2 separate regions of the Mus musculus genome follow, and region 1 is linked to region 2. The links are chromatin contacts, called in public promoter capture Hi-C maps. All regions are on one chromosome and are shown on one strand. Each heading gives the region's core, a stretch centred on a gene start, on an enhancer-like site or on the middle of the called end of the contact. The rest is flanking DNA. Distances are from core to core; before and after follow the strand shown. Region 1 overlaps Egf (epidermal growth factor). Region 2 has its middle 21 kb from the start of Gm35787.

Region 1 (4,247 bases), core at 1,203-3,702, 240 kb before region 2:
TTCTTTTGCCTCAGCCTCAGGGCTCTGATTTCATGGACACGCCAGTAAGCGTGCCTGAGCAGCGGTGGGTGGGGATTGACAGCCAGGGGTGGATGGATGGTGGGTTTCAGCTTCAGACTGCTGTAGCCCAATAGCAAAAATGATGAAGGGCCCACGTATAACTCAGTCGGTAAAGTGTTTGCCGTACAAGCCTAAGGGCCCAAGTTCAGCTCTCAGCACCTATGTATACAATGCAGTACAGTACAATACAGTGCAGTACAATACAATACACTACAATACAATACAGTACAGTACAGTGCAGTACAGTACAGTACAATACAATACAATGCAATACAATACAATAGAATACAATGCAGTACAATACAATACAATACAATGCAGTACAATACAATACAATGCAGTACAATACAATACAATGCAATACAATACAATGCAGTACAATACAATACAATGCAGTACAATACAATACAATGCAATACAATACAATGCAGTACAATACAATACAGTACAATACAATACAATACAATGCAATACAATACAATGCAGTACAATAGAATACAATGCAGTACAATACAATACAATGCAGTACAATACAATACAATGCAGTATAATACAATACAATACAATACAATGCAATGCAGTACAATACAATACAATACGGCAGGGCACACTGTGCACTTACATCTGTAACACTGGGGAGATAGAAACAGGGGGATCCCTGGGGCTTCGTGGCAAACACTGGGTTTACTGGAGACACTGTTTCAAAAAATAACACAACACGTAGAGCAATTGAGAAAGAGGTGCAAGGCTTTTCACCTGCATACAAGGGCACACTCCCATACAGGTGCGCACACACAAACCCATGTTCACACACACAACTGGTAAGGACTATTGCTTGACAAAAAGGCTTGTCAGAGCTCTTGTGATTGCAGTGCACCCAGAGTTACGTTAAGTCCCTCTGAGCATCCCTAGAGCTGTTTGCTTACCAGTACTGCCCCCTAGAGGCCTGGGGGTTTTCAGCTGTGTGCTTTGACTGACTGTACCATCTGTAGATCTAACTTGTCGACCGACACAGTTGCTCCGGGTTATCCCGGAGTGGGATGGGTGTTTTGTTTTTATTTTGAGCTTGACTCAGATTTTTTTGGCTTTATCTCAGGACTCGGAAGCAGCTATCAAACCCCCCAAAGAACCCTTGTGATGAGCCAAGCGGAAGTGTGAGCAGCAGCGGACCCAACAGCAGCAGCGGGGCAGCTGTGGCTTCTTGTCCCCAACCTTGGGTAGTGTTATCAGTACATGAGCTATGAATTGCTTGATAAGTATTCTTACTCATTGTCTTCTTCCTTCCTGATGTTCAGAGAAACTGAACTCTGTTCCAGCTGCCAACTGCTCTCAAAATGTCTTTTAGCCTTAGTGCCCAGCCAGTCTTCAACAAGTGTTTAACCTCTGGGCCTCTCATCTTCTTCTGTATAACTCTAAGATCCAGCTTCATAAACGCCATGTGATTTAGGACCCGGGCAGTGCTCAGTTCCTTGAGGTCTCATGACTTTGTGGATAGCTAAATTCCCTTCATGGCGCTTGACAGGCTATAGAGAATTAGATTGCACATTTAATTAATCTCATTTAAATCATAACAGGGGAGAAATGGTTTCTGCATGTGTGTCTCTTTTAAATAAAAAAAATTTAATTTTAAAAAAATCAAAATTCCATGCTGCAGTAGCAAGCAGCTTGTTGGCTCTGAACTTCATTCAGAAGCCAGGGCTGCTGAGCTGTGTGTCCCGTCCCCCCCAGCTGTCATAACTGCCGTCCACACCAACTGCCGCTGCACACGTCAGAGAGAGCTGGGGAGAACCCAGTTCCCAAACCCGGAGGAGAAGCAGCAAAAACAAATCTGCTCCTATCAGCTGCCGTCCACCGCAGCCAGAGCCCTGGAGCTTGGGCGCTTCTTTCTAGCAGAGAGGCACATGGTTGGAAGATTTGCAGTGTGCATCTTGGCTGGAGCTAGAAATAAGGAGCCTATGCCCTCACACAGCAGGCCGCTATATTGACTCTGCAATACGTCATTGCAGAAAGACCACTGAGGAGGAGGAGACTAAGGGTGACGAGTGTTGTGAAGAATGGAAAGGGAGAGAAAACAGCTCCTGAGAGTCACCCTCATCCCCAACATCACTGTCCCTATCCCCTGATTGACTCCACTCACTAAACCTCCCTACCCTTCCCTTGATGAGAAAGATAGGTACAGATTTTTTTTTTTTCTATGCTCTTTACTGTTGAGTTCTAGGTCCTCCCTGTGGAGGGCTCCTTTCTGAACTACACAGAAGTCCAAACCTTGGGGCAGTCCTTCACCCGGTCACTTACTGATAAGGAAAGACTTTGCCGGCCTGGGTCCTGTGCCCAGAGCATGGCCTACTTCTGTTCTTCCTCTTTCTGTTTGATTTCTTTTAATACCTAACCTGTCTGGCCTGAGTGCAGGCCAGTCGGCTCTGCTCAGCCTGCATTGCAAGTGTGCCGTGAGTCTGAACCATGCAAACAATGACAAAAATGGTTTGTTGAGTAAAGAGAAGTGCTGTTGTGCTTATCTGGGCCTCTCTCAGCACTCTGCCTTCTGAGCTGCCACCTATGAAAGAACAGCTTGGGGATCCCTGCAAGATAGTAGTTACCCATACTCACTAGCGGTCGTAATTACCTGGGACTTGATAGCATGCTTAAATGAATTATATATAGACACATACACACACATACACACAAACAGCGGTAGCCCAAACCCACATATATGGCCTGGCTGATGGGCAAGTACTGGTGATACCTAAGGACACTTGTATAATTTGCAGCAAAACAGGACCCTCTATGGATCCAAGATTCTTTTTTTTTTAAAGATTTATTTATTATTATATCTAAGTACACTGTACTAAGATCACGGACTACTCTTCCAAGGACTGGGGCTTGATTTCTTGCACCCATTTGCTGGCTTATAGCCAGCCATCTGTAACTCCAGTTCCAGGGGATCCAGTGCCCTCTTCTGGTCTCCATGGGCATCAGGCATACACACATACACAGATAGATATACATGCAGCCACAACACCTGTACACATACATGGTAAAACTGTAAAAAGGAAAATGTACGTTTAGCTGGAGACAGTTGACAAGGCGTTTCTTTCCAGCTTCACCTTCTGTGTGGGTGAGCTCGACTACGGTTGAAGGTTTATCAAGGTGGCTTCTAGATCACAGCAGTTATCCTCTGAACCCTTTGCTTTTCTGTTCTGCAGTTTGTGGTCCTAGAGAAACACCAAGACCCCAAGAATGGGAGTCTGCCTGCGGATGGTACGAATGGTGCAGTAGTAGATGCTGGCCTGTCTCCCTCCCTGCAGCTCGGTGAGTCGGTATTTTACCTTGATCAAAAGTGTTTTCCAGCCGGGTGGTGGTGCCAGTGCACACCTTTAAACCCAGCACTTGGGAGGCAGAGGCAGGTGGATTTCTGAGTTTGAGGCCAGCCTGGTCTACAGTGTGAGTTCCAGGACAGCCAGGGCTATACAGAGAAACCCTGTCTCAAGGAAAAAAAAAAAAAAAGTGTTTTCCACTGAGAAATGTCATCTAGTCACAAAAGGCCATTGGCCTTGTCTAAGCTGAGTGAGCCCTGGGAGGCACTGACACCACGAGAGAAACACATTTGATTGCATCTCCTCTTCTCTTAGCCCCTGAGCTGCTTAGGACTGCAGGCTATCCCTAGTGTTGGTTCTCAGTCGTTGCTTCGAGTGTAGCTCCCCCGGGGATGGAAATAGCTCTCCCCAAACAGGTTCCGTGGCCTGGAGGGAGTGTTCTTATTGATGAAAGTTGATCTGGCTTTGTTCTAGGGATTTCAGCATATTCTAGTCTTACCGGGAGCTAACCCTCAGCCAGGCTCTAGGCTGAGAAGTCCAGTCAGACCACTAAGGGACCATAGATCCGAGCCAAGTTCTCAAGCTCCCCTGGAGCGTACTCTGCGTCCTTTGCTGTGGTCCCTCTGCCAGGACTTGTACTGTGATCTGTCCCTTGGGTTTGGAGCTCAGATATCATTATCCTCCTTACAGCCCAGAGGGCAGCACTGAACATGCTTTGTGTCCTAAGCCATTGGGAAGGCAAAGGAAATCTTTGAGCCAATAAAAACAGGTTCCCTGCTAGTGCCAGGAGCCGGCTAAGTGTCAGTGCTACTTGTATTTCCTGATAGTTCCCATCACACACACCGCCATAATACCCTCTTCCGGTTTCCAGTA
Region 2 (4,220 bases), core at 695-3,194:
TGATTCACAGAAACTTAACCTCATTGACCACAGGGTGGGTTGACAATTTGCCACGCACCTTTTCTCTTGCAGACTGGTATTTCCTTTTATTCAGCTTTGAGAAACACCGGGACGGAGTGTGCTTTCCCCTGCTGACAGTGATATAGCTCTCTTTTCTGATCCCTCTGGATACACCTTGTTTGTAGGAAGTGGAGGAAGCTGTGAGCGACCGAAGTCTTGAGTGAACATGTACTGTTGACACAGGCACAGCCATGACAAGAATGAAACCTTAGAGCCAGGGAAACTTGCCGAAGCCTTTCCCCATCTGAGTCAGACCCAAAGCTGGCAAAGCCACCTTCTTCTGGTCCAAGTACAAGATGACCAATGTGTGCAAAAACTAGCAGCTGCAGCTTGCTTGCCTCTCCTTGGTGTTTGCAGCGTGAGTCTCCTTGCTTACAGAGACCTTCAGGCTAGCCAACTCCTGACCCCACCCGTGTGCTGCACATAAGAAACATACTGAGGTTCTGAGTGAAGATGGTAGTGGGTGTACCTCCATCACAGCACACCCCACTGGACCCCAGCTTTTCTGTACCTGTGTCTGTCCTTTCTTCATCCTTTCCCTGCCCCCAGCCAGGTTTCCAGGACCCCAAGTGCACTTCTTGGCATGTACTGAATCCAAAGGAAACCCTTCTACACAACCATCTCTATGTCTGGCTGGGAATGGCATGTGGGCCGTGCCATGAAGGGGATTTTGTTTTCAACCGTTCAACCTTTGTAGTCTTAGTGCCTCAACATTCTGCTTCTGTCTTAGGCAGCATTAGCTGCATCTTTGGGGTCTTCAGACACCTTCAGTGCAAAGCTGGGTAACTTCTGGGAACCAGCACTTCTCAGAGTGGCGTACTGTGGCAAAAGCCTGCAGGAGCTCAGCCTTGCTTGTACTGCTTTCTGCATTATCCGAATAAACGGAGTCTAACAAGAAGGATATTCTGAGGCTATCAATTAGAAACAAAGAGGCTCAATTATGCATGCTCACGCAGCACTTTCTCCATCTCTGCCCAATATCCAAATATCCAGTGTCTCGAACAAAGTTTTCTCTGTAATTGGCACCTAGCACATATTTGCTGAATAGGTGAGTTAGCACTAAGGGTTATTTCTGAAGAGAAAGATGAAACTGTAATTTGATGGTTTGAAGGACTAGAGATGGGTAGATTGCACTGAAAGTAGAATTGTGATTAAATTATGAATAGGAACCAGGGAAGGAGAAATAGAGGCATTGGAAGGATGAAGGGACACTTAGAATAACTCAGAATAAGACTCCAGGACACCAAAGAGGGCAGGGTTCGGGTTACACGTCAGAGTCAGAGTGAGAAAGATCACCCAGTGACTGAAGGCTGAAGAGACATTCTGTAGAGAGCTTCTGTTCTCTTGAAATGGGGAATGCTAGCCAAGAATGGGGAAGAAGCAATAGACACAGAGTGGATCTGAAATAGCCATGGTGAGCATTTGTAGGGGGCTGGGGATTCATCAGTGTGTTTCTGGGTTTTGAGACAGGTTGCCAGGCACGTGCGGTTTCACTGGGGTGAGCCATGGCTCCTTTATTCCTCTTCCATCACACACTGCCTGTATGTGAGTCTTGGATAAACGGGTTGCTCAGTGTGACCCAGTGAAGATGCACAAGGCATCTTTACAAAGGAGAATCATTATGGCAGCAACCACTGACAAAGGTGCTGTTTGAAAGCAGGGGTCCAGGTATGGAAGGTTGGGAATAGCAGGTCAAAGTTCTGTTTTCAGGTCAGCAAGGTTTCCAATCAGGGATTTCACAGAGCTGGAATGATTAAAGAGTGAGAAACAACTGAAAATGATTAAAAAAAAAACATTATTAGGTACAGTCTAGAATACATTGAATATCAAAATAGCTACTCTGGGGTGATTTAGCAACACATCTGTGTTTTGAGAAAGATCAGAGGACATTTGGCTTGACTTCTCCAGGTCAGATCAAAGGCCAAACTCTTAATTGAACAGTAGCTCTGCCACAAATGAACACTGTGCATCTTCTTTTAGTTGACCTCCCTACTGCTTTAGAAGAAACAAAAAAGGGAAATGAATTTATACATATAGGTAATACACCACATATGCAAAGCAACCAGCCGACACGGGATACAACGAATCATCTGCTTTTTATTGTTGCTGTTACCGATTTTTGCTTGTCTCTATCCTAAGACATTTGATAGGCAGGAAATCTTAAACTGTTATCTTAAAGCACAAGCGTGATGTATCTGCATAGCAAAGGTCCAAAGAACTGACAAGATCCAATGCTGTGAGGACCCGAAGCGGCAGGACGTCTCAGGCGTCGCCAATGGAAATGCACTTTGGAGAGATAATTTGGAAGATTTAGATAAATTAGATGTTTCTAGCAGCATAAGTCACAGTTACTAAAATGTTCTACAGTAGGAAAGTGAACAAATAAGTGATGGTCTATTACTCACCATTGAAAAGGAGTATTTTTTTTCAAGCCACAAAAGCATAGGAGAAAACTTCAAATACCTACAATGCAGTGAAGAAACCAATGTGGAAAAATCTACATACTATATACAGAGTATATTATATATGAATCCTACTATATGACATTCTGAAAAGGTCAAAACTGTGGAGACAGTTAATACAAAAAAGATGACTGATAACCAAGGGCCAGGGAGAAATGAAGATGAACAGATAGAACACGTGGGGTTTACAGGGCAAATAACGATCCTGTGACACACCAAAATGATAGATTCATGCTACTTGACATTTCTCAAAGCTCATAGAGCATGCAATGCTAACAGCGAGACCTAAGGTAGATCAATGGTGAGTGATTAGAAAAATAGCGGTCAACTCATTGTGTAGTACAGTCTATCCATCTACATAGAACAGAAGTATCGATATGACCTTAATATTTCTGTTTTCCTTGATGCCATTCCTCTTGGACTAGAAGAAATAACACCCACATTGGACTTTTCCTATCATCTTTGGTCAGCATGCTGATGGATCTTGTCCATAAGTAGCACAGAGGTGACTATCACTCAAGAAAGACACATGGGGTTCAGATAGCTGATGGAGTGGCCTTGCTCTGAGCTAGCAGCTGTATGACCAGAGGCTGCAGTGCTTGGCTGGTCACTACAGAAGTATGTGGAAGACGCTGCTGGGGATATTCTACTACCATATAGGCTGTTTGCTTTGAACACTTCATGTCTTCTTTGCCCAACCTCTGGCTTCCTGGAGTCCAGCATCCATGCTGTTACCCACCTCTGTGTTCTGTAGTGCACCTGTGTTGTGAGCATGCTCTGTCAGAAAGGTGGCGCATGGGTGTCTTTCCACAATGTCAGAATAAAGGAAGATCCTCCCGAGCCAGGGCCCCAAAACAAGACCAAGGTTCCAGGAAATCTGCTGCCCATGGAATTCCTAGAAAGCATCTAACACCCAACCCACCACGTGCCCTGAACCTGGAGGTTGCAAAACAGCCGATCTGACTTCTCTGCTGCCACCCTGCAATCTTGAAAAACAGTTCATCTGGGTCTGGCAAAGCTGTGTCTTCTCCCCCTCCGTGCCCTCCAATACAAAGACTCAGCACAGCATGGTGCTCTGGCTCCTCAGACCCTGTGCCTCAGGATCTCAGGGGCACTGCCTCTCAGACCAGTACAAACCTGCTTTCACCATAGAGGCTGATCTGATTTCTCATTCAGTCACTTCTCTCTGCCAGTTCATTTTTTGCATTTTCTTATTCAGAAGTTACTGAATTTCAATATATCACCAGGAGCGATGCTTTCAATGGCAGCGTGTTCTCAGAGAGACCCGCTTTCCTAAGGAGTCTAGGGTGATGGACACAGGTTTCCTATTTCAGTGTTAACTGCAATTTTAGCTTTTTTTTTTTAAAAAACAGATTTATTTATTTATTTATTTATTTATTTATTTATTTATTTATTATATGTCTGAAGACACTGTAGCTGTCTTCAGACACTCCAGAAGATCTCATTACAGATAGTTGTGAGCCACCATGTGGTCGCTGGGATTTGAACTCAAGACCTTCAGAAGAGCAGTCAGTGCTCTTAACCTCTGAGTCATCTCTCCAGCCCTGCAATTTTAGCTTTAATAGCACTCATATCACACAGTAAATATAGCAGTATATATGTATATATGTGTATACGTGTATATGTATACTACATAAGTACTGTATAGTATATATTATTATAGAACCCATATATACT

What was found. Capture Hi-C pulls out chosen DNA fragments and counts their contacts.
Region 1: a contact with region 2 is called in a promoter capture Hi-C map of liver. The contact joins two enhancer-like sites. A contact is called at or near these places in 1 of 39 promoter capture datasets (pre-B cells), 1 of 15 datasets of contacts at CTCF or cohesin (embryonic stem cells), 24 of 484 Hi-C or Micro-C datasets (the AML12 cell line, the AtT-20 cell line, B cells and 14 more), 2 of 115 datasets of contacts at active chromatin or transcription factors (embryonic stem cells and regulatory T cells) and 4 of 9 other capture datasets (adipose tissue, embryonic stem cells, liver and 1 more).

What each region holds. Positions count from the first base shown.
Region 1 is chr3:129,680,221-129,684,467 of GRCm38.p6, reverse strand. It overlaps Egf (epidermal growth factor), which reads left to right. Exons shown (of 24, transcript NM_010113.4): 22 at 1,157-1,277; 23 at 3,264-3,369. Among named protein-coding and RNA genes, the nearest start is that of 6330410L21Rik, 71 kb to the left of the region's middle. Within about 2 kb of position 2,452, at least 17 of the 459 cell types and tissues checked have an H3K27ac peak or open chromatin away from gene starts, as enhancers often do. A contact at or near this core is called in liver, where this site is marked.
Region 2 is chr3:129,442,150-129,446,369 of GRCm38.p6, reverse strand. No RefSeq gene overlaps it. Among named protein-coding and RNA genes, the nearest start is that of Gm35787, 21 kb to the right of the region's middle. Within about 2 kb of position 1,944, at least 3 of the 459 cell types and tissues checked have an H3K27ac peak or open chromatin away from gene starts, as enhancers often do. A contact at or near this core is called in liver, where this site is marked.